Linked DNA regions of Mus musculus: region 1 is linked to region 2. Evidence: chromatin contacts called from public HiChIP or PLAC-seq data. All regions are on one chromosome and are shown on one strand. Each heading gives the region's core, a stretch centred on a gene start, on an enhancer-like site or on the middle of the called end of the contact. The rest is flanking DNA. Distances are from core to core; before and after follow the strand shown.

The links. HiChIP or PLAC-seq counts read pairs in DNA pulled down with a chosen protein or histone mark.
Region 1: an H3K4me3 HiChIP or PLAC-seq map of the 230-238 cell line shows a contact between it and region 2, with 25 read pairs. The contact joins the promoter of Vegfc here to the enhancer-like site in region 2. A contact is called at or near these places in 1 of 39 promoter capture datasets (pre-B cells), 1 of 15 datasets of contacts at CTCF or cohesin (pro-B cells), 3 of 484 Hi-C or Micro-C datasets (bone marrow-derived macrophages, granulocyte-monocyte progenitors and nephron progenitors), 6 of 115 datasets of contacts at active chromatin or transcription factors (the 230-238 cell line, bone marrow-derived macrophages, embryonic stem cells and 1 more) and 1 of 9 other capture datasets (liver).

What each region holds. Positions count from the first base shown.
Region 1 is chr8:54,072,006-54,079,322 of GRCm38.p6, reverse strand. Vegfc (vascular endothelial growth factor C) reads right to left here and starts at 1,791. Exons shown (of 7, transcript NM_009506.2): 1 at 1,398-1,791. The coding sequence starts at 1,544. Gm33153 reads left to right here. Exons shown (of 1, transcript XM_006509526.4): 1 at 1-3,253. The coding sequence starts at 1,550. The coding sequence ends at 2,389.
Region 2 is chr8:53,992,439-53,999,892 of GRCm38.p6, reverse strand. No RefSeq gene overlaps it. Among named protein-coding and RNA genes, the nearest start is that of Vegfc, 81 kb to the left of the region's middle. Within about 2 kb of position 4,957, at least 22 of the 459 cell types and tissues checked have an H3K27ac peak or open chromatin away from gene starts, as enhancers often do. A contact at or near this core is called in the 230-238 cell line, bone marrow-derived macrophages, pre-B cells and 1 more, where this site is marked.

The DNA.
Region 1 (7,317 bases), core at 542-3,041, 83 kb before region 2:
AGGCGTCACGCTTTCGTACTGTAAATCAAAGCCTAGCTATCATAGGCGATGGTGATGTTGTCTGACTAAGTCACAAGTATATCAGTTTGAATTTGCAGAGGCAGAAAGTGAATAGGTCTGGCAAACTTCAAAGGCTCGAATTACAGGAAGTATGATTCTGTCCCGAGCTTTATTTCTGTGGCACTTAGAGACGAGGATATTCTCGTCATTGTACGTATAGTGATAAGCGTGTGCTGAACATTGCAGTTCTCATAATGGACTGAAAAATCTGGTATTTGTATTTTTACCAAATGTAGACACAATGGTAACTTGATATCTTATAACCTAGTCTTGTCCGTATTAAAGTTTTTCTCAGACAAACCTTTCCAGGGAAGGTGGTTTGACCTCTGCACATTCTGTGTATGTTCACCAATAAAGTCAACTGAAAGTTGAGAGTAACACACCCCCTTCTATTTTTTTCCCCCCACTTGCAGTCAGCTACTATAAACCACTTCAGTCTGCTTCCAGCCAGGGGGCTTCGCAGTGCCTTAAACACAAAACTTTTGCAGGAGTTCAAGATCCCAACTATTACGCCAAGTATAAACTTGAAGATGTTATAAACATATTCTTTAGAAGGTTCAAGTGAGAAGTACACAAGATAAGATAACTGAGTCAGACAATCGGAATGTCTTCAAAAGTCCCTTAACGTGTTCAGGAAAGATGCTATTTCTCTTTAAAACAAAATAAAACAAACTAATTGATACTTTGATTTTTTTTTAATCTTATAGCCACTGTTTAGGAAAAGAATTGATAAAGTTTAGAAGATTCCAATTTCTGTTACATCTTGGATTTGACCAAGTTCAAGTTAATTCTGAAATCCAAAACCTTTAAGCCCAGTTTCTAAATTTACTCACACTTTTTCCAAACTAGCTCACAGAGCCTGGGGCCCCTGCTATGCAAACTCCAGGAGCATAAAACTCCGTTGTCTGGTCACACACCCCAGAAGCTCTTTGGAGTCCAAAACCAGCCAGGAAAAGAAAAGAGCATTTCCTACAGCAATGAAATTCTCTCTGGAGCCATGCCACTGGGGCAGGGTGCAAACTCCTCTGTTGGCAGGAGACCACTATGAAGGAGAAGGAATCTGTGTGACTGAACACCTCTTGGGCCCTTCCCTCCTCTAAGTTGCTTTCCTTTCTAGTAACAGCTTTCCACTGGGGGAGAGAAAAAAAGAAGAGAAACTTTGCTCCAAGCAAGCGTGCACCAATCTCTAACTTTGGATCCAAAGGTTAAATAAATAATTATGCACACACACTCCACGGCAGGTTCTCTGTACACCCAGTAAAGCCAAGCCCACACACAGTCCAGGACTTGGGAGCCTCGGATCCTCAGCCCGACCCGACGGGGTCCCTTGCACCTACCTTGACCTCGCCCCCGTCGGGCTCCGCTTCCGAGAAGCCCAGTCCCGACTCGAAGGCGGCGACGGTGGCGGGCGCCTCGCGCGGACTGGGGATCAGCGCAGCGGCGAGCAGGGAACACGCCAGAGACAAGAAGCACAGCAAGTGCATGGTGGATGGACCGGGAGCAGGGAGGCCGGTCCGTTGGCTGGCGCAGGCTGGGGCGTGAGGCTGAGGTCCTCTCCTGGTCCCTGTCCCGTGGTTTCCTCCCGGGGACCCCCCTGGGCGAGCGTCTCCCGGGACTCGGCGGCTCGCAACTTTTGCCCTCGGCTCTGGCAGCCCTCACGGGGGAGAGGCTCCCGGGTGTCAGGTACGAGCCTCACAGGAAACCGGACATCCGAACTGCCCTCGGTGGCGGCCCGCGAGGTGAAGCGAGGGCGCCGGCTCCGCCGATCGCGGTTTTGTTTTTGGTGTTTTGCAAAGAAGAGGGGGTGGGGTGGTTAAGCCCAGTCACCCCGCGATGTTCCACTCGTCCCGAAGAGCCCTCGGGTCCCTCGTCCCCCCTCCTCCCTCCCCTCGCCCGAAGTGAAAGGAGCCGGGCCGCGGGAGCCGCGGGAGAAGGCGGTGGTGGCGGCGGAGCCGGGGGGCGGGAGGAGGGCGGCGGGGCGCCCGGCGGCGGCGAGGCCCGCGAGCTCCCGGGCGCTCGAGCCTCCTGCGCGCGCGGGGCCGAGCGGTGGCGGTGGCGGCGGCGGCAGCGGGCGCAGGGGCAGGGCATGACTGATGCGCCCTCTGCCTGCGCTTATGTGAGAGAAAGCGGCAAGAGGGAGGGAGCGTGCCGAGCCCAGTCAGCCCTCCCCTCTCTTTCCCTAGGAAGCTTGCTCCCTCCAGCCCCACGCTTTCCTCCAGCCCCACCTCCATCCACTCTCCTCGCTTTCCCTTTCTCTGCCCTTCTCTCTGGGCTCTGCTGGGGTGTCGGGGTGGGGAGGCAGGGGCTCAAGTCAGGTCTGGGGGCTTGACTCTCTCTGCAGGACCAGTTTTAGGGGCCACATGACTGAGCTCAGCTGCTAGAAAGATGGGGAGGGGGGAGCAGGTACAGTGGGTAGGAGACGCACGCTTTGGCCCTGGCAACCCCTTGTGGTAAAATCCTTCTCCAGACATTCTTTATCCTGAGAAGTTTGGGACCAGCCTGAGACTTCTAAAACACTTCAGAGAAAAAGATCAACATTATAGCAGAGACCTATGGGGCCATAGTGCCCTTCCCAGCACCACCACCTCCACTGTTTTCTGGTTTACTTGAAGCAAGAATGCAAAGAGGGACATCTCAGAATACAGGGCAAGTCATTCATGCTAAGATCTTAGTGATCTTCCGGAAGACCTAAAGTTCCATCTGAAGGACAGATGGTCCAGAATCTTAAAGAACATTGATAGAGACACACCCAAACTGTATCTGCAAGACACACCTTCCATTTGCAAGAGAAAGAGAATGAAATGGGACAATTTATATGCTGAAAGAGCAAACAGCAGTGATGCATTTATTCTCTGGAAAAGCACCTAGGAACTCTGCTGTCTTCCTGGTGATGGCATCTGCTTTCCTGGGCAGGTGGGCAGATGGCAGAAGTTCCACTTAAGCTGCATCAACAGCATAGAGACATGAAAGGTCTTGCCTATTCAAAAACTATACTAAGTGCACTAATGTTAAAAAGCCACAAAATTGTCGTTGGAGGAAAGACGTTTCCTTGTAATTCAAATAATATGATCTGGAGGTCTCCTTGCCCAACATTTCCGTGAGTGCTTAAATACCTCTACAAACAGTGAATGCCCCTTGCCCTGACTGTGCTTCCCTTTATTGAAGACTGACATCATTGAATCTTCCAACTACCCATTGCTTTTGACTTTGGTATTTTGCGTACTTCGTCTAATGTAAATTCCACATGTTAGCCCCTCAGATATTTGGAAATATCTGTCACGTTCTCCCAGGGCTACTTTTCCTACCAGTGAAAGATTCCTTTTTAGTTTAACCCGACAGTTCCAATTATCCTCATCCATCATGCTAAGTTTATCTTCATAAAGTACGCCGTTCAGAACATGGCTCCATACTTAAAATACCCCAACGAAGCATGCAGAAAAGGAGGGGTCTTCCTTGTCTAGAAAGCAAGCATTTGTTGACATAGCATTGGACCAAGTTTATTTTCTGGCAGCCAAGTCATGCTGTTGATGCAAAGAACTCTTAAAGTTGACCAGATTTCTCAAGAAATCTGCGTGTGTACTAATATTTAGTTATGTCTGCACTACTCTGCATTTGTGGCAGGAGTTGTCTTCTGGGCTCTAACTTGTGTCTCATGGTTTATCATGAGGAAGTCTTACCTTGCCACAGACGGCCCCTCACAAGTTGCTAAGGCAATTTGGGAACTTGACATTTTCTGTATGTTCCCTTCTTTCTGTGTTCCTGTTGAACTGGCTGGATTTTGACTCAAGTAGAAATGGAGTGTCCTTGGAATCTTGTCTCAGTACAGTGGTTCTTAACTTTTATTGCACTTGGAGTCACAAAGGGCGGTTGTAAAACCAGATGGTTAGGCATGCCACCAGGATTTAGGGAATTCTGGGAAAAGGCTTGGATGTCAGAATGCCTCAGATAGACAGCCTACACTGAGAACTGTCACACTTTTCCATCAATCTCAGGATTTAGCATGGTATGAATACCATAAAAATCAGCAAAATTAACATGTATCAAAATGAATTAGTGGCAAACTTTTTTTAAGATGGTTAGCACATGCACTCCACTTACATATATTTATCTTCCTGTTGCTAATTACTGTTTTCTGTAAATAAAGTCATAGCAAGACCTGTTTAAATAAAAGAAACATCAGTTGTCTTTAAAACCAATACAGTAGGGCTGACCATATAGCCCAATGTTAGAATGCTTACTTACCATGAATGAAGCCTAGGGTTTAAAAGAAGATATCACTATTATTATGTATAATAGTTATTAATAAACATTATTTAACAACATACTTTTTTTAAAAGTTGCTAGGGATTTTCCCCCTGCTTAACACCTAAAAAATTAAATAACTATTACAGATTTTGAAGTTTAAAAATATCTTTTTTAAAACTGTTTTTTGTTTTAATTTTTTTTCTATCAATGACTTCCTGCAAGATCTTTTAAGATCGATTACTACTGTTATTTTTAAAGCACTTCTAAGGGAAAGAGGGTGTCATGTAACTGTTTGTTTTGTTTTATAGAAACTATTACTCTGTTAGTACAAACTAGGATGGGAGAACTGGATAACATTTGCATAGTATCTCCAGTTTCTTGTAGCTATTGGGTTTTTAAACTTTTTGACGATAGCGTTTAATCAAAAATTACTATATGTCTATGTCTGCTTCTTATCAGAGTTCCTGAGTCTCCTCTAGGCCAAATTCCAACACCTGTCACAAGTGGTAATGATGCAAGAAAGGAAATTTCCAGTGTGACCACACTGGGAAGATAGTAGACCTTGTACTACTGACTAACAAGAGTTTCACCCTTATACAGGAGAAGAAAGGCCTGGTACAAGAACTATAGTCAAGCAATCTCAATCAAGCTTGTTCGTGCATTTTATTATTTAGGTTGTTTCTACTTAGAGGTTCTGTTGGCAAAGCAGAAATCATTATTGCTTGCAAAGTCACTTTAGTTTGCACTGGGCCCTGTTCAGACACTTAAGGTTGGAGATGACCTTGATTCCATCAGTGGAGTAATGATTCTCATGTGGGACCAACATTTGTTCCCATCACTGAGTGAACTGGCCTGTAAGATTTAACTGTTTGGGGAATCTTGGAACAACTGGTATCTTTTTTTTTCTTTTTTCTTTTTTTTATAATATTTTAATTAGGAATTTTCCTCATTTACATTTACAATGCTATCCCAAAAGTCCCCCATACCCCTCCCCTCCACTTCCCTCCCCACCCACTCCCACTTTTGGCCCTGGCGTTCCCCTGTACTGGGGCATATAAAGTTTGCAAGTCCAATGGGCCTCTCTTTCCAGTGATGGCCGACTAGGCCATCTTTTGATACATATGCAGCTAGATGTTATCCCCTTTCCTAGTTTCCTCTCTGAAAATCCCCTATACCATCCTCCCTCTCCCTGCTCCCCAACCCACCCACTGCCCCTGGCTTTCCTGCCCCTGGCTTTCCCTATACCCGGGCCTAGAATCTTCACAAGACCAAGGGCCTCTCCTCCCATTGATGGACAACTAGGCCATCATCTGATACATATGCAGCTAGAGACACAAGCTCTGGGGGTACTGGTTAGTTTATATTCTTGTTCCTCCTATAGGGCTGCAGACCCCTTCAATTCCTTGAGTACTTTCTCTAGCTCCTTCATTGGGGACCCTGTGTTCCCTCCAATAGATGACTGTGAGCATTCACTTCTGTATTGGTATCTTTATCCTTGGATGAGAGGTTAGATAAATTTAAGACTAACCGATGTTGTTGCCAATTTTTAGGCAGGTATCTCTTAAGAGGTCATTAACAAATCTGTATAGTACTTCAGTAAGAATATGACCCAAGCATAGAGGATGGCTTCAAGCCCTAACAAACAGTGATTTCCGTGCATGCTTTATGTGCCTTCATGAGCCTTAGATACAATGTGCATGCTTTAACATTCATTAGATTCTGTCCATCTCCTTTAGTTTAATCTGTATCCAATTTCAGTTACTTTCCTGCTTCCTTGATTTTATTTTGTGGTTGTAATTCAAACTTTGCTAATTGAATGGTGAAATAATTTTCATTTCATGAGTCTAGTCTCTAAGGAACACAATTTAAATATATAAGTTTTGATCTTGATTCTGCTTAATCTATATTTGCAAATTTTGATCTCTTTTATTTGACCTTTGTTAATGTTTTTGCAAGCAAGTTTAAATACTCTTGTATTAGTCACTTTTCTGTTGCTGTGATAAAAATCCCATGACCAAGGCAATTTCTGGAAAAAGAATTTATTTTGGTTTATATTTCTAGAGGTATAAGGGTTAATTGTGACTGCAGCAGCAGGGTGTCAAGAGATTGCATCTTTAACAGAAGTAGGAAGCAGCAGATCAAAGCGAAAGTGGAAAGTCACTGAGCATCAAACCCCAACTCTCACCATGGTGACATATTTCTTCCAGCAAGCCAACTCCACCTGCACCTCCCAAACATCACCACCAACTGTGAATCAAGTGTTTACTATGGAAGACAATCTCAAACTACCTCATTCCACTCCATGGCCCCATTGGCTCATGTCCATTTAATACTAGAAAATGCATTTATTCCTACCTCAGCATTGCTCCATGGTCTTTAACAGTTGCAACACTGTTTAGAAGTCCCAAGTGTCTTCTAAGACTGGAGCACTCTCTTAACTGTGGCATCCTGTAGATTACCTACTGATTACCTGTAGATTACCATCATACAGGGGAACAGAATGTACATTGTAATGGCAAAAGAGCAATGGAGGAATCGTGAGGAAAACCTGGATCAAAGCAAGACCAAACCTTAGCAGGGCAGACTACAAATCTTGCCACTCCAAATGCAGTGTCAACAAGGGTTAGATGCTTTTGCCCCTCCAACTTTGCAACTTACAACACACAGCTCTCTCTTGGTCTGGTTCCACTTTATAGGCAGATGATTCAAGGCTCTGGTATCCCCAACATCTTTGGGTCTGAAACAGATGATTCACTTTCACAGCTTCATATAGTGGCCTCACAGAGTGTCCTTCATACCTACACTCTCCTGTCACACACTACACAGCCTTTGTCAATTTCTGAAACCAAGAAGGCAGAGTCCATGACCCATCTGCTCCTATATCCTTCATGCTTCTAAAGTCAACAGCATGTAGACAACACTACCAACTTCAGTTTCCAGCTTGAGATGAAGCCCTGGCTCCCTCTGGACCACAGCATCTCTGTGCTGACCCTGAGGAAATATTCCCCGAAA
Region 2 (7,454 bases), core at 3,708-6,207:
TTAAGAAGTTAAGAGTGTGACTGCTTCCTGTTCAAAACTGACAAACACACACACACAAACTCTTATGGTTCACAAAAATTAATTTTTCTGGTTTGTATCCTATGATTAACTTACAAAGTTTGTATGGCAAAGATTTTGCTACTATGGCTACCATTTAAAATATTTCCTAGAAATTTCCTTGCAGGGATTAATGGATTATAAAATTAAAACTAGAATTGAGAAAAGACTAGCAATAGAGCAGAACTATTTTGTTGAATAAAGATGAAGACCAAATTTATTCTTTGGTTTTAAATCAGATTTACAGACATGATGGTTCATCCCAACTATTCAATCCAACATGATTGGATTTGGAGCTAGATAAGAGATATGGGAAGGAATGTGAAAAGTGTTTCCCAGAAGGACAAAGGTTCCCCACAGAGTGACAAGCACCTGCTAGAAGCATCTATATGTAATGAGGTACCTGGAAAAAAAAACAAAAAACAAAAAACAAAACAATGTTTACTTCCCTCCTTGCTACTGAGCATTTCTGGTTCTGCTGATGCTGGTATATTTCACTCACATCATAACCCATACATTTTAGCCCTTCAGTGTGGACTGCACAGCAATGATACTCCAAGAATTTTCCAGGTCTTCAACATAAAGTTGCTGTTGAGGCTCTCGGCTTGGAGGGCTAAGCAGTTACCAAGCTTTCTGGCTCTATCATGTGCACCCAGCTACTGTTGGACTTCTAGCCCAACATAAGCCAATCTTATACATTCATATATATATATATATATATATATATATATATATATATATATTCATATACATTCATATATATATTCATATATATGTGATATATGTGTGTGTATGTATGTGTATATATTATATATAATATATATGTGTGTGTATCCATATATATATATATATATATATATATATATATATATATATATCGATCAAGACATCTGGGACTAACCCAACAAACAATTGAAAAATTCTTTGGGAATAAACAATGTTTCTCTTATGCCTATTTTATCTGACTGTAATTACAGGCCCACTCAGCAGACCATATTCTCAAAGGCAGGTGTGAGGAAGGAGAGTTGGTCAGAGTGGAGTTTGTGATAGAATTGAATTTCCTTCAGTTGTTGGTATTCCAACACAATGAATGGAATGGAATGTCTTAGATATGTGTGATTATGTAGATTTAGTTTTAAAGACCTTGAGGTTATTAAGAAAACACTAATTGACATTATATTGCAAATTTTCATCTTTGAATATCAAACCCCAAAAAATTAACTAAGAGAACAAAGTCTTAACTTATAGAAACTAATGCCTTAAATAGCTATGTAATATTTTGAAACAAATTTTTCACTTGTCTTTAGTAATTTTGTATATATACAATTTATTTTTATAATATGTCAAAGTGAAACACTTTAGATGTGGGGCCTGTTGGTGTTTATCAGGCAGCTCAGGAGGTTTTGAAGGAGGTGGTGGTACTCTGATCTCCTTCTGCCCAGCTATTTTCTTGATAGTAGTAAAATGAATGGTTTTGCTTCATCATTAACGATGTTATTAGGTATTGCTTTGACATAGTACCAAAAAACTGCATGGTCAACCCAAATATGGACGGGACCTCCAATATTAGGAGATCAAAATTTTTATTTTTTTAACAAGTTCATCTCAGGTGTAAGAACAGAAAGGTGGTCAACAAAACTAAGTGCTGATCTCCTCGGAACACATCTGAAAAAATATTTTGTTCATCAAAATACTAGTCAAGGCTGGGTAGATCCTATATTGCAAATATCCCACAAGCTGAAGAAGGAACTGTCCAGCAGAATTTATCTGCTTTCCTGCTTTATTTTTTAAGTTATTTCTTTTCTTTTTTTAGATTGTTTCAACCCTATACAAAGAACTACAGGAAACTAAGGAATTCCAAGAGTGGAAGAAATAGTCTTCCCAGGGGTAAAGCACACCAGTTGGTTATCTGGTAGCAAATGGTCAGCCCTAAACACATTCAGTCTTGCTTTTAAACTTTACTATGTGACATTATGTTAGCACTTTATACAATCAAATGCTTTCTCGGCTTCGGAAATGTACTGAGAGAGGGTACATTTTCCAATAATCTGTTACTCCTTGGAATTAGCAAAGTTTCTAAAGATGAAAGTACACATAGTTCTGGCTACTGCATTTTATGCTTAGCTTATGTCTGGCCTGAAGCCAACACAAATTCTCCAATTACCAACTTCCCAAATGATGCCAGAGCTCTGTGTTTCATGCCAAAATAAACAAAAACAGGGCACAGCACTTTCTGTTAGGGGTAAGAAAGCAATAATATATTGCTGTTTTCCCTGCAACATTCTAATGTGTGAGCTGGGGTTTCTCCATTGTTTGGCTTCATTTATTGAAGGAGAAAGTGAAAAATGTTTTCCCAAAGAAGTTGGTTCTACTAAGAAATGTAGTGAAGAGAAAGTTTCAGTATACCTCTGACTCATGGTTTCTCAGTCTAAGCTTTTCCATTTTGCTATGTTGAATTGCCTTAAAATAATCTAAAATGCCGGGAGAATGGAATGTCTCTTATAATGACTTCTAGAAGACCTTAACCCACAGGGTCACAAGATACACGACTTCATATCCAAGGGATGTATCTGATGAAAGATGTATGATGAAAATAAATGATTGTATTTAGTTAAATTCCTTGGAGTAAGAACCTTTTGGATTCTGTTTCTAAGAGAAAGTAAATTGTATGTGATATGTGAAAGGGCTTAATTTTACTGTGATTACCCCAAGTTCTTCCTTGGTGTAAAAGGACCCTTCATCTGATTAATAATAATGGAATAGGAGCCAGCTTGTCCCTTGGCTAATCTCCTTTTACGTATAAAACAGATTAAAACATCTTCCACATGAACTTTGATTGGCACACTCAGAAAATCAAGCTAAATTGCAAAAATAAGAGGGGCACATTGGAAATAACTTGTCAGGTAAGAGAGAGGTGCAGCTCCCTTATTGGTTCTTAAGACTCTGTTTTCCAGAGGTGTTACTTCAGTTACTTTACAATTGGATTGTCTTCCCTGAATTAACTCTTAGGATTCCAACGAAAACATTTAACTGCTCTCATATGTGCTTCAGAGCTGAATTTTATTTTTTAAAGTGTATTTTCATTATAAGAGGCATAAAATTTCACAAAAGGACTTTTTAAATGGTTTAACTGTTTATTATCACTGACCAACCCCCATACGTACTTTAACAATTGAAAGTCCATTAGCAGAGAAGACTATCAGGCTAGTTAAGCAGTCCAGTCTGTATATCAGGCTAGGTAAGATGTGGCCCTCCTCCCATTCAGCCCCTAGGGTCTCTGTATCTTGACTCACTTTCTTCCCATCTGCAGGAAAGCATTCCCATTTATATGTTAGTGGAAAAAAAATGTCAGCAATGCAATAAGTCCAGGGCAACAGAAAAGCTAATTAATTCACATAATTCTGCATCAATTCCTGAAGTTTGCTGTTGTTCCATTTTAGATAAACCATTTAAAGGAAGATTTCTGATTCTCACTGCTCAACATGAAACAGACTTGCTCTTCCACTTTCATATCACTTATAAATTGATCAGAGAAAATAAATTAATAAGAACACTATGCTTACAATTCTCATTGCATTTGAGAACCTATGAAAATAATCACCCAGGCTGCAGTTCTCTTTTCTTCTTAGTAATTCAAACAGAACTTATTGGGGTTCACTAAAAATTTTATTTGCAAAACAATTGGCAGAGAGAAGTTGAAGAAGAGGTATTACCTAACCTAAATTCCATTGATTATGTTACTGAATTATGTATTGATGATATAATTACCTTTACCTATAAAGAATATATTCCCTATATAATTTCAATATAAAATGGTGAACTTCTGGAATGTCTAAAATATCAAACAAGTAATTTTACTCACTCTTGAAATCATAAAGTTAGAGTCAAGAATTTGCCCAAATCCAACATAAGGAAAAAATACAATATTACAGTGACTGATTTTAAAAGGCTTATTAAAGCTAACATAGAATTGTCTGGTTTCTGACACTGCTTCATGTGATGTAACTTCTTACATATCTGGTTGAAACGAAGGAGCCTCTAAAATGATCCCTCCCAATCTTGACTTACAGAGCAATAGGAGATATAGTGTTAACATAAATAACAGTTGGGATTTAATTATTTTAACTATGGCATTTGTTTACTTGTATTCAGACTTTTACAGTATTCTATGCAAGGTATATCTAAAAATTGCATTTCTAAGTGATTTCCTACAGAAAATATGGTGGCCTTGTCTATAATATCCAAAATCTAGTAATAACACTGAGATATAATGCCTGCTCCCAGTGAGCCTTCTACAGGCGTATTATTTCATAAAGATTTAATTTTCCTATATTAGGCTCTTTTAACCACTCATACAAAAATCTGGGCCTTAGGATGAAAGAATATTATTGAATGTGTCTAATTCATTGCCATAAGGCACATAATTAATTTAAAAGCCAAATGCTTTGGGGAGATATATAAATTATTTATGACATATGTGCCAACTAATCAAGACTCTATATGAAAGCTGATTACAAGGTAGGATTCTGGCAGGATTTCTTTTTTCCAAGCATGATGGACATCCTTTGCTCTCTCCATGGACTTTTTATATTGTATATAATATTCAAGCAGGATATGCAATATGTTGTTATAACATATTATATGTATTTATAAATAGTAAAAGCAAATGTATTGTGTACACACAGAGAGACAGAAAGAAAGCTCTTGAATTATATGAGCCACCTGCCCACTGCCTTTAGTGATATTAATAGACATTTTTGTACTAATATTTCTCAGAATTAGTGACTCATGTTCCTTCACTTCTAAACATCTACTTTCTCTTGTACAGCCCTGGTTTTCATGATAGTACAGGGCAAGGAGTAGGGAGTGTGACCAGGAATGCCCTCACCATAGCATCCCTGTTGTCTATTTTCCTGTCTCCGTTGCAGTCATTGGGTGTTCACTGCACTTTGTATTATAGTCTATTTTAGAATGTGTGTGTTCACTAAACTTTATATTATATATCTCTTGAGAGTAGGTAGAGCAGAAAGAGAGGGGAGAGAGAAGGAAGAGGAAAGAGAGGAGACAGTGAGAGAGAGGTAGAAAAGCTTGTAACAACTCGTCAAACCAAATGACACTTAAAATGGGAAAAATTAGAAAGCTAAATAAAAGGTGGAAATTGGGCAGGGAGTAAGCACAGGGTTGAAGATAATTTGATTACAAAACTCTACCCTTTCCTTGGGAGTATCATTATGAATTTGCCTCAAGCTTTTTAACAGTCATAGGACTGACGAAGTCTGCAAAGCACATTTAGAACTTTCACCATGTTGCAGGCTATTCTGAAGAATAAAAATAGAAAAAAAAAACAATGAAGAGAAACAATGAGAAAGAGGAACTGAGAATTTTCTGCCTTTGTGTGCTCTTCCCAAACACTTGCCAAATGTGTTGTGGTTAACGGCAGAGAGGATGCTGGCCAAAGATATGTTGGTTCCAGTGCTCACTGTATGTTGTTCTCTGTACTTAACCTAACTAAGCTCAATCAACAAATTGCTAAACTTAAATTGCAGCCAGATACTATCCTTCAATTTTGGGGAATATATTAACATCTGTCTTCTTGGGCGTCAGTTCTTTTTCTCAGGCTTATATTTGGTTCTACCACCCCAATTTCTGCTTTCTAACACAGAATGTCAATGTAAATATTAAACTTTCCTCTTATTGAGCCAAAATAAGATTCTATTACTTCAAGTCAGACACCAAAGCTGGCAGTGACTGGAATAAGACTATACCAAAACAACAAAAAAACAAGGGATGGTAGCTCTAAAATCAATATTGATAATACATTCTGTTCATTCTCTTAGCTATAGTTTGTGTGTGGTTTTAGTGTGTCCTCCTAAGGCTTCTTGCTTTGAGAGTTAATCCCCACTTTGAACTATGAAAATAATGGAAAATTAATCTAATTAAGTTATTCAGAGCTAGTACATTCTGCACATGATTAGGGCATAATCTGGACATAATTAATGCCCCTGGGGTGGGGCATCATGATGAATACTTGTTTATTTATAAGGAAAGAGAAGATGACCAAAAGAAAGACATAAAAGTACACAGCCCCGTGGCTTGCTACATCTGTGTCATCTAGAGACTCTAGTAAGACAGATGACACCAGATGTGATTTCTTGGCCTTACATTTCCAAAAGTAGGAGCCAAAGTAGAGGGGCTGGAGAGATGACTCTGTGTTTAAGAGTCTGCTCTACCAGAGGCATTGTGTTCAATTCCCAGCAACCACATGGTGGCTCACAACTATCTATTATGGGATCTGATGCCCTCTTCTGGCATGCAGTTGTATATGCAGATAAAACACTCATATACACAAAGAATCAAAGTAGTACATTTTATTAAAATGTGTAGTCTGTGGTATTCAGTTGTTAGCAACAGAAAATAGACTATTGTATACCCAGAGGGAAAATGATAGCACCTGCTTTGTCTGAAATTAGAGTACATTTTAATGTTCAAATAGTTTTGCTTATTAATTAAGTTTATTAGTTTATTGGCTAGTTTTATGTTAGCTAGACACAAGCTAGAGTCATCAGAGGGGTGGCAGCCTCAATTGATGAAATGCCTCATAAGACAGGGTGGAAATCAAGCCTATAGTGCATTATCTTAATTAGTGACTGATGTAGGAGAAACCAGCTCATTGTATGTGATTCCATCCCTGGGCAGTGGTCTTGAGTTCTGTAAGAAGGCAAGCTGAGCAAGCCATGAGGAGCAAGCCTGCAAGCAGCACTTCTCCATGGCTTTTGCATCAGCTCCTGCCTTCAGGTCCCTGCCCTGCTTGAGTTCTTGTCCTGATGTCTTCTTCTTCTGATGAACTGGGATGTGGAAGTTTAACCTGAAAAAAAAAAAAAAAAAAAAAAAAACTATCCTCACCATGTTTCTTTGGTTATGGTGCTTTGTCATGGCAATAGAAAGCCTAACTAAGACATTATCATATATCAATTATACATAATAATGTGATTTATTATGACATTTCAGTGGAGTAGAACACTAGTATAAGCCTAGAAAACTCCTTATCGTCCCTTAAATAAGAGACTTATGATAACATCTGGTCTGTGGTCATTAATCTTTCAACTTTGTTGTACTAAGGGATGCTAGAGAATTAGCCAAGCAAGTTTCTGAATAACTTTGTCTATGAGGACACTTCCAGATACAATTATGTCATGAAGGCTCTGGCCTAATTAAGTGTATTACTCCCGGGAGACTCAGTTTGAGATGTCATTGATGGGAGGTAGTGAAACAGAGGGTGTGGAAGTGAGGGACAGATCAGTAGCCATTTAGACTACTTACTATTTTATTGAAGAGTCAGCATGTCCAAGGCAGCTTTTTTTTTGTGAAAGAGCAGGTTTTAATTGGGGCTTAGATAC